Linked DNA regions of Mus musculus: region 2 is linked to region 1. The links are chromatin contacts, called in public Hi-C maps. All regions are on one chromosome and are shown on one strand. Each heading gives the region's core, a stretch centred on a gene start, on an enhancer-like site or on the middle of the called end of the contact. The rest is flanking DNA. Distances are from core to core; before and after follow the strand shown. Region 1 overlaps Nrcam (neuronal cell adhesion molecule). Region 2 holds the start of Stxbp6 (syntaxin binding protein 6 (amisyn)).

Region 1 (7,087 bases), core at 2,291-4,790:
GAGAGGAGAGGAGAGGAGAGGAGAGGAGAGGAGAGGAGTGGAGATACTATTTGTAGACAGAGTAATGTGGGTTTCACAATCCTTGTGTAGCCTGGAGAATGAGGAGTGGGTCATGCAGGTACCTAAACAAATAACCTCCAGGAAGAGACAGAAATAAATGGAGATTACTTTTGAGATGTCAATTAGCTCTCACTTAGATGGGAAACTGAAAGCTGAGAGACAGGATTCTGCTTAGAAAAGGCCAGGGTGGTTTCAGGAAGGAGTAAGAACCAAGGTAAAAAAGTCCAACTCCAGAAAGGAAGGCTCCAAAGGTGGCCTGTCCCAGAGCGAGAACCGAGAAGGTCTCTCTCAACCACAGCAAGCTTGCTGCGCGTACCCCAGATGTAAAAGTGGGAGTAACTCCTGTCAGGCACAGACCTTGAGGACCAGGTCGGAAGTTGACTTGAGAACACAGAAGTGACAACTGCATGAATGAAAATCAAATATTACTTCATTTTTAAGATGGGCTTGTTGATCATGGACTTAATTGCCATCCGTACTTGGGTTCTCAAATTTCACTTCATTTAGATCCTTGAGGCTACCCAGCCAGGAACGTCTACATATGTTCTGTATTCTTAGCCTGACCTACAACACCATACACAACCAATCAGGTAGTGGGAAGAAGGCCACCACAGATTTCTCAAAATACAGACATGGTTCCTCACATGAAGACAAGGCAGAACTAAGAGCCCCACCCACCCACCCACCCCACTCCATCTTGGGGTAAGCAGACAAAAGAAAGAGAGAGAAGAAGGGGAGAAGTCACTTTTGTCCAGTTTATTTTCCTTTCAAAATCAACTTTATTGAAATACAACATATATAACAAAGCACACTTACTTTAAGCATATAGTTTTGGGTCCTGATGAACAAATACCCCTATAACTATCTTCACGATTGAAATGCGGATTCCTCCTTATCCATTTAGATGAGCTCTCTTCGAATCTCAGCAGGAAATCCCTCTGCACACTCCACTCCCCAACAGTCATACATCTGCTCTCTGTCCTTGTAAGGTAGCTCGACCTGCCCCAATGTTTCACGTGAACAAAACCTCTGTGTCTGGCTCTTTTCACTCAGTGGCAGAGACACTTGTACCGAGGGTTTGTACTTACTGTTGATTCATGGTCTCAAAGTGCTACACATTTTAAAATTTGTATAGCCACTAACTTATTATGGGCATTTGAACTATTTGAAGTTTGTTGTTGTTGTTGTTGTTTTTCTGTTATGAAGAGTATCTGATTTTGTCCTTTAATGTCAAAGCTAAGTCATTCCTATTCCTACCAATTGGAGCAGTCAGGGAATATGGTTCTACCAAGCGATGGTACTATTCTGGGGGAACACCTGGAGTTGATGGCCTTGCAGCATCCTTGAGGAAACAGGAGGCAATGGATCTATGATGTGGGGATGTGATCATCCGCAAACCTCATTTATAGGTAACTCTATTCACTCTTTAGACCAATATAAGCTTTACTGAGTTGTAACATGATACAATAATTCACTATAACTATAAAACTCAAGAATATTTTCATACTCCAGGACGAGCGCTCACACCAATTTGAAGTTAATCTTTGCCTCCACCTCCTTCAGCTAGAGACACCAATTTACCTCAGGTTTGCACAGGTTTGCCTTTTTGGACAATCAAGTAAATTAGAATATCAGTCTTTGTGCTTGACTTTTAAATTTTAATGTTTTGGGGGGTTTTTGCACTGTTGCATGCATCAATCCGTCATATAACCTGCCAAATAGTGTCCCGTCTGACTGCATCTATGGCAACTATGCCTGTGATATACTCACTCTGTTCGGCCGCCCGTCTCGGGGCACTTTCTAGCCACTGGGGTTGTTTTCTACATGTTATGGTTGATGCTTTTTGAACATGTATGTACAAGTCTATGGCTAGACGTAGGTTTTCATTTCTCTTGGGTCTAGACTTATGAGTTGAATATGGTCACATAGTAAATTTATATTCAGTTTTTTTAAAAAAAGTGCTAAACTCTTTTCCAAAGTGGCTGGACCATTTTATATTCCCATCAGCAATGTATAAGGGGGTCTATTCTCTCTAGATTCACTTTATGTGGAGAATAGAAGAGAATTTGAAATCCACCCTTGGGCTGTGTTGAGGAAGTTATTTAAAATACTGTTCCCTGACTATTTGCACAGTAGCACAGGAGAATCTTGTCAACACCAATTTCCACTTGGGCTACACATTAGAATCATCTGTGATTTTTCCTAGTGATGGTCAAACCACAGTTCAGATAATGAAAATAAAGACTTTGTGAGCTGGGTGAACAGGAATTGAGTTTTTAATACAGGCAAGTGATTTCAATGCGACAGCTGATAGTGTCTGATGGAAAGAGTCTGTTTTGTTGTTGAGTGTTGAGTCACCTGCTGAGATCGTGAGCCACACACTTAGAGCTGAAGAAAGACTCAGTCTACAGGGCACACTGAGAGGGACTGCGGGATTTTACAGCCATAGAAGGAACAGAGGATGTACATTCTGGCCAGTGGTGGCTTTTACAATTATCCTCATATACTTCTCCTGCTATTATTTCAACCATTTTAACCATGAAACTTGGAGGACAGCTGATAACTGAAGCACTGACGACTAATGCAAGAGCCTGTTTGTCTCTGAGACACCTGAGTTGTTTGAAAGTCGGTAGACAGCCAGGAGAGAAGAGACAGGGGTGACTAATGGGTGGGCATCTGTCAGGGGGGAGGTGTCCAGACCCAGGCATAAATATCTGACATTTGCTTCTGCAATCATCTTTTCCTCACTTCAACCTCAACACAACTTCCTGCTCTGCAGAGACATGGAGCGCCTGGTAACTGGTCTCCTGCAGAGGGCGCTCTTCTGCTCCTGGGCACTACGTTGAGAGTTTCTGGCTCATATGTCATCCTAATTCCTCTAGCTCATGTTTTTCCCAGCAATTTCCTCTGGGCCCCATGGCTTAATCTTGTGCTCTTAATCGTAGAGGTTCCTTGACCTACTCCTCAATTTTCATTGCTTCTTGACTAAAGGCAGATGCTTGTCACATGATCCTCAAACCCAGCAGAGCCTGGCCTCTGCATCTAGGCGAGCATGGTGACCTTGCTTGCCAGCTTTGTCCCCTTGGCCTTTATGGCTTCTCCTTGGCTTTCTCCTATCAGTGCACACTTCCTTCCTCAGAGGTAGACAGCACTCCCACTACCGTTTGTTTATGCTTTCCCTTCGAGCTCTAAGTGAGGACTTGCACCCATGCAGGAAGCTGACTGATTATAGCTGTCTTGAAACACGAGGCTCCAGGCCCCACACAGCGGGACTCAAACCTGGCTTGTGTTTGTCCCTAGCAAGCGCTCGGATTGTTTTGTTTTGTTTTTGTTTTGTTACTAGGACACACAGGATTAAACTAGAAAGGCATATTAGACACGATCTGCCCCATCATTGTCTGACTGAGGAGACAGATGTGGAGTGAATGACGAGAGGAGGCGTTCCTGCACACACACTGCTGACTGATGGTGGGGTTGGAATATGAATCCTTCTTCTCTCTTACACTGATCTTTCCACCCCACTGAGCCACTATTCAGTACAAATACTGCAGTGATATTCTCTGCTTTTCTCTCCCCGTCTCCTAAGTGGAATCATATGAGCTGAGGGTAGTATTTAAACTACTTTTGTGTGTGTTCTAGTCAATAATAAAATGTCAAACCACTGGTGGCAGACAAAAATAGCATCATTAAAGAAAGGAAGTGAGGCCATTTTAAGGACTCCCTTCCTTTATCCTCTCTCTCTCTCTCTCTCTCTCTCTCTCACACACACACACACACACACACACACACACACACACACGCACCTATACCTGACAAACATGGCCACTGGACTGGAGGCAACTCTTCCCTGACACACCTAGGCTCAATCAAGAGAAAAAACTATGCAAAAGGTTCACACAGTCATGCAGTCGCTGGGGAGAGCTGCAATCTCATTTCCCTAGTACGAACAGGCGATCATTTTCTGCACCATCGGGTCATCATTTAATTATCCAAAACCGATCCAGCCAGGGTCATTAGCCTGCTTTCTCTAGCAAGTTTCTTCGACGCAGGATAAAGCACAGGCGCCCTCTGGTGGTCAGCTGCGGAAACATCTCAAGCGGAAGTGACTCATTTTGTGACTGAAAATCCCTGAGTTCTTAGACTCCCCTTACCTCGAAAGTCCTTAAAACCCAATGAAGAAGATGGTTTATAAAGGTTTATAACTACAAGATTTTTTCTGAGGTCATGCTTAAAGTTTCAAAGTTCCTGTTGCCACGGAGCCGTGTCATGATGTAGAGTGAGGCTAAGGTTTGTTAATTTGGCCCACAGTGAGGACAGAAGGGAGGGTCCGAGAAAGCAGCCAACATGTCCTCTGTGAGAGGAATTCTGAGCTCTCTCTCTATGGCATCTCCGATTCACTTTCATAGCATGCTGTCTAAATAACTCTGAGAGCACAAGGCAGGTAGTTCTCCTGGATGCACTGCTGGGACCAGGGGTCAGTGACCAAGGGGCAAGTGGTGGAATGTGGATAATTGCTAGGCTTGGATGGAGACAGAAGAATGAAGGTGGAGAAAAGGAAGCAGATGACATATTTGTAATATGTATGAGTGTTCAAACTCTCATCATGTAGCCATGTTAAGAAATATAAATTGACCATGGCTGAGTAGCGAGGAGGTCCCACTGGTTGTATGGACAGGGCACCAGCAGTTGGTCTATTGTGAGACTCGACAAAGGAACCAGATTTGTTCACCTGTTTTCAAAGGACTCTTGCTATCTATTCCTGCGTAACTAGCCCTAACCTTTGATTTAAAAGTTCCTGATTTCACCGGGCGGTGGTGGCTCACGCCTTTCCCAGCACTTGGGAGGCAGAGGCAGGCAGATTTCTGAGTTCCAGGCCAGCCTGGTCTGCAGAATGAGTTCCAGGACAGCCAAGACTACACAGAGAAACCCTGTCTCGGAAAAAAAAAAATAATTCCTGATTCTAATTCTTATTTTTACGTTGGCGATAAAATCCAAAGTCTTTTAAAAACGAAACAAAATTGTCAGAATTTGTTCAAAAATCTTTGGAAGTACAGGTTTGAAGAAGCTGAAACTGAGGAGAGCTGGGCTGTTTACCAGTCCCTTTTCAGATGGAAGTCCAGAAGCATTGTGCTGCCGGGTACACCTGCTACACACCCACCCTCCCCCCACCCCCCCCCCCAGGAACATGACTAAGTACAAGGAGTGGGGGGGGGGGCTTTAAAACCACACTCAATTTTTCATTTTTAATAGAAAATCTGTAGTTATCTACAGGCGTGACTTCTTCATGCACAGAGAAATTTAGCATCCATAGTTATAGATGAGCAGAGACTTCACATTTGTCTTTCACTGAAGGCATTGATGACTTGAAAGGAACTTTTGTCTTTGTGCTTTGTTATGTTGAGGCAAGCCTGTGTGTTATTTTGTATTTTCAATCGATAGGCTAGTTTGTGGAGAGTGAATATGAAAAGATGAGAGTATTTAGGGCCACTTCATTTGGGGAATCACTTTAAAACAAGCTTTACCTGTACACATCAAAGGTGTCAGGTGGCAAACCCTAATGTACTCCATTGGCAAAACACTGAGGCTTTCAGCCAGCAACAGGCTGAAGAAAGGGGTGGGGGGCACGGAGTTCACTATTTCAGTTTCACAAACAAAAATAGAGTGGGGAAAAAAATTAAATCCGAAACACCACGAAAGACATTTGGATGTTTCCTCGTCCCACATACTTACTACATTCATCAACTAGCCTGCTTCTCACACAGGAGAACATAAACATTGATTGCATGTTTATTTGCACGTAATACCTATGAGCATATAGCTTCTACACTCTAAGTATATTTACAAATTCAACAGAATACCTACATATAAAAGGCTTTACTTAAAATTAAACTTGATGCAAGTTATGAGAAACCAATTTATTGGCAAATGAAACTGAGCATCCCTTCAACCATAGGTGGTCATAGGTTTCTATATTGGAGGTAAGCCATTTCACACACATTGTTTATGGCTATGATAGGATATAGTATTGTTCTTTAGACTCGAGGTGTAATCTCTTTGACTGCTGGCCTAATTAAGCACTGGTCAGGTTTCTCAGGTTCTGGAGTGTGCCTGTTGCAATTTGCATACACGTTGCTGAATGCTGCGGAATTTGAAAGCTTGTCTAGGCAGAGTGAATCATTTAGTACTTTAGGCATGCTGTTGTACGCTTTTACTTCTGCAATCATTGGGTTTTCTATCCATTTCCAACCATACCATTTTTTCCTTTTTTCAACTTGACTTGTTTGGCTAGAAACCACAAAAGACAACAAAACCATCCTGTACACCCGACAATGACAGAGCTTTGGAGGCCTGATATTTGTGTGGGGAACACCACTTCAAATAAAGTTGTTCCTATGCTCCCAGTTTCAGTTCGAATTATCTCTGCCTTGGAAAAGTTCCTTTCCAACAACAGTAGCGTAGGATGAAGTTGCCCACACTGGCTGATACAGAGTACAGGAGTCAGGGAATGCTAATTGTCTGAAGGCACTGCGTGTGTCTTGCCCTGCATTTTCTGAACTAAAATTTAAAATTTCACTTGAGAGCTTTGACTTCAATTCTTTGAGTAGGGCACAAATGCCAGCAGGTGTCACAATACGCAATGTTTATGCCCCCCAAAGGACTGAACGCAGATAGTATAGTAAGTGGGACTCTGCTGCTGTGACACCCGGAAGGATAAAAAGCCTAGGAAGGTCCGGGAGCAAAGAACAGGTTTCAGAGTCTCAGCGAGCATTAGTGGATGCAACTGTCATAAGTAACTCATGTAGCAAGTATATACTGTACACACTGTTCCTAATAGTCTCTCAAAAAGACTAACACCAGCTAGACATAGTCACGAGTTTAACAACAATGTCCACAGAGACATTGAAGCTCTAGAGAACACTACAGCAACACTCTTCACAATGACAACGGAATTCATATTTAGGGATCAGCTGAGGATAGTGCCAACAAAGTACCCAACCACATCGCAGTCACATACACAGGTGTGTCC
Region 2 (7,087 bases), core at 3,152-5,651, 470 kb before region 1:
TTGTCCACACATAAACATAAGTTCTTTAACAAAGTTATTCTATTCAGTTCTCACCTGGAGTACACTAAAGACTCATGGATTATTAGAGAGAAGGAAAAACAAACAAACTGAGTGAGATGGGAAAAACTAAGGCCTGATGAGGAAGATGGGTCATTCCCAGGGGAATGGTAGGGGCATGTCTTAGTCAGGGTTTCTATTCTTGCACAAATATCATGACCAAGAAGCAGTTGGGGAGGAAAGGGTTTATTCAGCTTACACTTCCATACTGCTGTTCATCACCAAGGAAGTCAGGACTGGAACTCAAGTAGGTCAGGAAGCAGGAGCTGATGCAGAGGCCATGGAGGGATGTTCCTTACTAGCTTGCTTCCCCTGGCTTGCTCAGTCTGCTCTCTTATAGAACCCAAGACTACCAGCCCAGAGATGATCCCACCCACAAGGGGCCTTTCCCCCTTGATCACTAATTGAGAAAATGCCTTACAGTTGGATCTCGTGGAGGCATTTCCTCAATTGAAGCTCCTTTTTCTGTGATAACTCCAGCTGTGTCAAGTTGACACAAAACTAGCCAGTACAGGACGCAAAGTGCAGAAGAAGCAGAACAGGACAGCATTCTTCTCACCTACTGAAGGACCAACTGAGGTCCTGCTGCTGCTCTCACTGGTGGGGGAAGAGGGGTGTTTTCCTCCTCGGTGTTGCCCTCACGTACACCTGCTATCACTATAAAGCTCAGACATTTAATAGATCTCTTGGGACTAGGTTATTGACATTTCTTTTATATGAAAAAGGAGCCTTATTCTAAGAAGCTTGGAAGCTTAAAAAATAGACTCTTCTAGCTTTAAAAACAATAACTAATTTGGAGGGTTATAAACAAGATTGAAATGTGAGATTTCAAATATTCAAGAGTTTATGTTAACAAAAGTGCTATTTGATATTTTCCACTAAAAAGTTGGTAAATTGATAAATTCCTAAATTGTTGTTGCTTAATATAAATTCACATCCTCGGAATGAAAATGTGAGGAGGTACTAGCTATGCTATATAGCTGGTCTGAGGCCCCCAGCACATATATAGCAGAAGATTGCCTAGTCTATCCTCAGTGGGAGAGGACATGCCTAATCCTAGAAAAACTTGAGGCCCCAGGGAGGCAGGAGGCATGGTAAGGGGAACATCCTCTTGGAGAAAGGGGGAAGGAGGAATGGGATGAGGAACTGAGGTAGTGGGGACCAAGAAGTTGCTGGGAGGAGAGGCAACAGCTGGATTGTAATAAATAAAATAATAATAATAAAGAAAAAATAATATCAACATTAAAAATGTAGAGGTGAATCTAGTCCCATATGCATAGATGGCACTATTATATCTTAAGGGAATCTATTAAAATGCTGTCCTATGACATCAGTGCCCTGCAACAAACCATATCACTTAATCAGGTTGGTTTATTTATTGGCTTTTGAGATATGGTCTTGTTATATAACCCTTGAACTCATGGCAATTCCCCTGTCTCTGCTTTTCTAGTGCTGGTATTGAAGATATAAGCCACAAGGCTCAAATTCATTTGTTATTTAGATAGCATTTCCTCCCATTTGGCTTAGACAACCTAAGGCATCTAAATCCACAAGAGTTTTAGGTTGAGGTTTCACAGTGAGTTAGGACACTATTGTTTTTATATAATTTAATACCCACAAAGGTCGTGTCCTTGTAACCATGAGATTACTTATGCCACAAAGGAAGAAGGAAATATCACTTTTATGTTTTTCTTCTTTCTCAAAATAATAAGTTAAAAGTACTTAACTTGGCAGCTGGATGAAATACTGTGTCTTTTTCGTTTCTATCATTACAAGATTAAACTTCAAAGACAGACCATTTCTGTAACTATATGCAAGAAACAGACAATGCTAGCTTTTTACGGGGTGGGAACAGGCTTCACTCTGTAAGAAGCTCTTTTGCACTATGTTCTTTAAAAAAAAAATCACTATTTGTTGTTTACTCATATAAACTTTAAATGTGATTATTTTAATATCGAAACAGAGAGACAAAAGGCAAGAGGTCGTCGAATCCCTAATGTGCAGGAACACACACATACACAATATGAAACACTAGCAAAATATTTTTCTTGTAAGCCCCTCCCTATATAAATGTTTATTTCCTGTTCTTGATGACATCATCATCATTATTTTTTTTTTAAAACAACAATTCTTAGGAACTAGGGGAGGTACAATACAGGCCTGGGAGATTTTGATGATTGAAATTTTTATTTATTTTGCAAATATTTGTAACTACCTGTTATGTGATAGGCCCTGCTCTAGGTACTTCCTCCTCATCAAAACTTCTGGAAACCTTCTGTGTAAACACTCAAGCATTTTTTTTCCCTCCTTGAGAGTTCTGCGGGCTTAAAATACTTCCAATAGATAAAGGGTAGTTTGTTCTGAAGCAGACACTAGCAAACTGTTCGTTAAAGGGCACTTTGTACAGAGGGCAGCCATCTTGTCTAGACCTTCAGTACTGAGGGGGGATAGGGGAAAGATAAACATTAAGGTGGTGAGGAAGAAGAGTGAAGGTGACAATAGAAACTAATACCAGAGGATCTTATTAACTGATTTGTTGAAATAGTCAAAAATTTATTCCAATGTTTTATTAGCAATATCCCAAAATTAAAAAAGCTGCTCTAATGGATGAAGTTTGCTACCTTGGATAACCTTTGTAATGTATGTCAAGTCTAATTTGATAGGTGATGATCAAGGATAGTGCGTTCTTATTGCCTAAACTCTCACTATTAAAAAAACCCACAACCACACACCACTTCTAAACCTCTCATAAATAATGAGAACTGTCTTCTAATTCAAAGCTGAGGAAAATACAGCTGTGGAGAGAAGCCATTTGCTCTCCTTAACTGATGGAGGAATGGCTGAGAGTGACAGAAAACCCGATTATTATTTTTCGGTAAAAAAGATAACCCAACCACACGTCTTTCCAGAGATAAGCAGAACGCAGACAGCCTTATCAGTGAAATGCTTCGGATTTTCATAAAACAGCGATCATATCACGAGCAACCCTTTCTTCTCCTCCGAACTACTTTCCTAACTACTGCTCAACATGTCTTCCCTGAAGAGGTATCTTTGGATGATACTGATTTTCTTTTTTTCCTCTCCCGCGTCTCAGCTGGTTCCAACACATTCTACCAAATAAAAAGCAGGCATCACAGACTAGCAATCAGGAGCTCGGGGTCCCACCTTGCTCTCTTCATGTACCAAATCTTGCAGCTTTCTCTTCCGCCAGGGAGGATCAGGCCAGAATGAGGTGGGACACAAAGTGGAAAGGTTGGCCAAAGAACTCGGTGATCAAATTAAAGTTTTAATGCAGTATGAAACGGAAAGAAATCAATACAAAAATTAAGGATAAAAATATCAAAATTTTAAATAAAGGCAGGGCCGGTACTACGGGGGCGGGGGGGGGGGGCTTCCTTTTGTTTCAGAATGTAATATGCCTTTCAGGGACTCTTGAGCAGCTAGGCTGAGTCTAGTTTACCTTGCAGTGAGCCCAGGTGCTTAGACTTCGGAAGCGTCCTCAAAGTTTGTTCTCAAAGCCACTTTCCGCATTAGTTAACTCCGAATGATCCAGCGTTTATCACTAGCTCGCTTCTGTCAGGAAAACCTATTTCCCCTTGCACTTTGAAGGCAGTCTGAATCATCCTGGATCCTTGCCAGCGCCTTGCTAAGCCACCGTGGGCAGGCGCTCAGCACCTCTCCTCTCCACAAAACTCCTTGGTTCAGATTGGCTGAGCAGCCACTGGACCCAGCAATGGGTTTTTGGTCTAAACTCTAGTTTCTTTTTTTCTTTCTTCTTTTGTTTTTCCTCTGGCAAGACTCAATTACCGGAATATTCTGAACGAACAAAACCCTATATGTTAACCACTTATTTATTTATAAAATAAAATCCAGCAAAACCAGGTCTGATTTCCTTCACGATAGCCTTGGGCGCTTAGAGCACAGCAGTTGCTCTGCCTGCGGAGCTCCCTCAAGCTGGCTTCCTCCTTCCCGCTTCACTCATTTACTGGGCTTGCCAGGCCCCATTAGCTCTTGGATTTTGTCACCCCAAGTAAGCTTGCGACTGAATAAAACCCCACCTGCTGGGCCCACATTCCTGTAGCATGTTGTTTTTTAAATACTTGCTTGCAAAGGCTCCCAGAAGCAGCCCATCTTTCCAGCCCACAAACTTCCCACAACCCATGGGACTCTCACCGCTTTGCACTTGCTAACCCGCGCCCCAAGGGCTCGCCCCCACTTGTCCCCCGGGCTCTGGGCCTGTGGCGGGGCCCCGGAGCCCTGGGCTACCGATCTTTGCCCCAGGCCAGGTCGTTGTGGCTCGCCCACAGCAGCACTGGGCATGCTCACAGGCAGCGGCGGGGGCAGGTTGGTTTTGCTAGCTCGCACTCGGCGGCAGCGGGCCGGCGCGAGGCTGCAGCTGGAGCTCTGGCGCCCGGAGTTGGAGTTGCCAGGAGTTTCCCCGACCCCTCCCTCCTCGCGCACAGCGGCAGGAGCCCGCGCGGGAGCGGCGAGCCGCGATCAGCCAGAAGCCGAGCCGGCCCAGCTTAGTCTGCAGCCCCGATCTCCGCGCGGGGCAGCCGCGGGGGAGCCCTGTCTTCGGTTGGGACGCGTGCCGCGCACTAGGCACCGCCCGAGCACGAGCCAGGCTGCACGGTAGGTTCCTGGCGTGGGGAGGCCAGGCTACCCGGCGTACAGTTGCAGCTATCGCGGCTGCGGGCTGGGATGCGCGGCGCGGGGCAGGCGGAGAGGGTAGGCGCGCGGAGAGCCGCGCGGGCAAGTTGGAGGGCGGCAGGAGAAGGGGCTGGACACAGGGCTCAGCTGCTTTGTGCGCGCGGAACGGGGTCGGGGTAGCTGATTCTCCCTCCAACCCCGGACCAGGAGTGGGAGCTACATTGGCCAGAACCTAGCAGGTCAGATTCCCGTGAGAAAGTTGGTGGTGGAGCCCTTAGGTCCGCACTGCCTGCTCGGCAGAACGATCCCCCTGGGCTGCCTCCTGGAGAACTCAGTGGGTCGCAGCGCCCCTAGCCAGAGCTCTCTCCGCTGAAATTAGCGAAATCACCCCATCTATGAATGCTGGCATCTTCCAGGAAGATCATCGATGCCAAAACTGAGGCTGGTACTTCTTACGGGGTTAGCTTCCGGGCCCCTTAGCTTTTGCCCCTTCCCCCAACCTAAGAAGTGGTCAGGGGCTCAGCCAAGGCCTCCCTCGGGGCTCCGAATTCTCTTTCAGAGCGCGCCAGAATCCGGCTCACCCATATGGCGGGTCAGAGAAGCTGGAGTAGATGGATGGCTTGTTTTTTCTTTCTGACTTTCCCCAGGTTTACATTATCACAGACCCCAGGACCCAAAGGTCAGTTAGAGAGTTTAGAATGGCACACCGTTCTTTAGGAGGAGTGCATGCGAGCTTGTTTGCTTTGGACTTCGTTAACAACCATCTCCTGTTTCTATCATTCTTCAACCCGGACTTTGTGGGAAGGAGCAGGGACCGAGGAATGCCTTCTTCATTTCATAGTCTCCTAAGGTCTTCTGGGAGACTCCGAGGCCCTGAAAACGGCAGTATGCATATTGCACGGATGTTCAGGATGGCCACGGTCCTTCTGGGTCCACCCCCCCCCCCCCGCTTGTTGTTTTGAGTTTTAGAATTGTGCCTGCACATCAGTCAGAGCAGTGCTGTCCTAACAGGGTGTGGTGGAGGGGAAAAGGGTTGAGGTGTGTGGAGGAGTTCAGCCCAGGCTGTGAATAGCTGTTTGCCTTGATGAGGAGGCTGCATTGGGAAGAAATACAGAATAATTATGCAGGCACCTCACTCTTTTAAATCCCCCCTTCTCCTTTTCTTTCATCTCTTGGCTGAACACCTTGGTTGTTGGTTATGTGTGTTAAGTTTTTAAAGGAGAACTCACTCTGACAAAGTGGCAGGGTTTTGGGAGTTAACCATTTTGGTGTACGTTTTTCTCTTGGGGATTGTAACATCTTGGGGAAGGTTTTCAGATGTGGGGGTCCCATGGTGTGGCTACACAACACAGGTTCTCGAGTCACACAGACCTGAGGGCAAGTTTTCCCTGATGGACAAGTTATTTACCACTTTGAACTTCAGCTCTTGTTTGTGTTGTTTGTTTTGTTTCTGACAAAGTGGGAGATAACGGTGACCCTATCTCTTTCTGTTGTGAGACCTGAGTGAATGACGTAAAGGGAGATGAAGATTGCTAAGAAAACACAAAGATGGTATCTAGGCCTTAGGTTTTGTTTCTGTGCACTGTGCCCAGCTTTAAAAACTCTGCTTATTCTTGATTATAACAATCAAGTCTCCCCGGACTGTGCAGTCTTCACTACAAGGTTTAGTTGCTGAGGTCTGTGGAAGAAGCCATTGACACACACCTGCACGGCTTCTCTTGATTTTTATGGGTGGGAAATCCCACTTTCCTGTCTGAGGGAGGCAGTGTGGTATAATGGAGGAGACCATGGGACCTGCCCTAGCACCATTCACAGTCCTGGCCCCCGCAGAACTGTCTGTGTCAGCAGGGCTTCTTTTGTGATCCTAGGATGATGAAGAAATCAGCAAGTCCTGGGATGGAGCTCTGACTTGGCTTTTCATAGTGACCTTGAATTAAGGACTCAAGTCTCCTTGCTGAAATCAGTCTGTGAGATTAAAAACCAACTTAAGTGGCAAGGACAGGAGAGATTGCATGCCACCCAGTTAACAAGGATTTAATGAGGCTCCCGAGCTTCCCCAGAAGTATACCCTGAGCCTAGCTAGAGCAGAGATTCCCAAATATGAGTGTTAGTTCTTGATAACTCATGAATTGCTGGCTTTCACTTCCAGTCTCTTGACTCTCTAGGTTTAGAGCAGAGGTATGGCAGTTTGTATTGCTAACTAGCTTCCGATGACACTAAGGCTGCTCCCCAGCCATGCCTACATAGAATCACTAATTTCTATAGGGGGAGAAAGAGAGGGGGCTGCTCCAAATTAGTTCTCTGTAGTGGAGACAGGGTTTCTTCCAGGAGCTTTTGGAAGTTGCTTTAAGCACTTTGAACTTCAAGACATGTGTCAGCT

What was found. A called contact is a pair of places that touch in the nucleus more often than the background predicts.
Region 2: a contact with region 1 is called in a Hi-C map of uterus, with 5 times the contacts expected there. The contact joins the promoter of Stxbp6 here to the enhancer-like site in region 1. A contact is called at or near these places in 6 of 39 promoter capture datasets (cranial neural crest, embryonic stem cells, frontonasal cranial neural crest and 2 more), 6 of 484 Hi-C or Micro-C datasets (cerebellum, cerebral cortex, cortical neurons and 3 more), 4 of 115 datasets of contacts at active chromatin or transcription factors (embryonic forebrain, embryonic stem cells, forebrain and 1 more) and 1 of 9 other capture datasets (embryonic stem cells).

The regions. Positions count from the first base shown.
Region 1 is chr12:44,598,909-44,605,995 of GRCm38.p6, reverse strand. It overlaps Nrcam (neuronal cell adhesion molecule), which reads right to left. Exons shown (of 31, transcript NM_176930.4): 31 at 4,150-7,087. Among named protein-coding and RNA genes, the nearest start is that of Nrcam, 270 kb to the right of the region's middle. Within about 2 kb of position 3,540, at least 6 of the 459 cell types and tissues checked have an H3K27ac peak or open chromatin away from gene starts, as enhancers often do. A contact at or near this core is called in uterus, where this site is marked.
Region 2 is chr12:45,071,797-45,078,883 of GRCm38.p6, reverse strand. It overlaps Stxbp6 (syntaxin binding protein 6 (amisyn)), which reads left to right and starts at 4,401. Exons shown (of 6, transcript NM_144552.3): 1 at 4,401-4,689.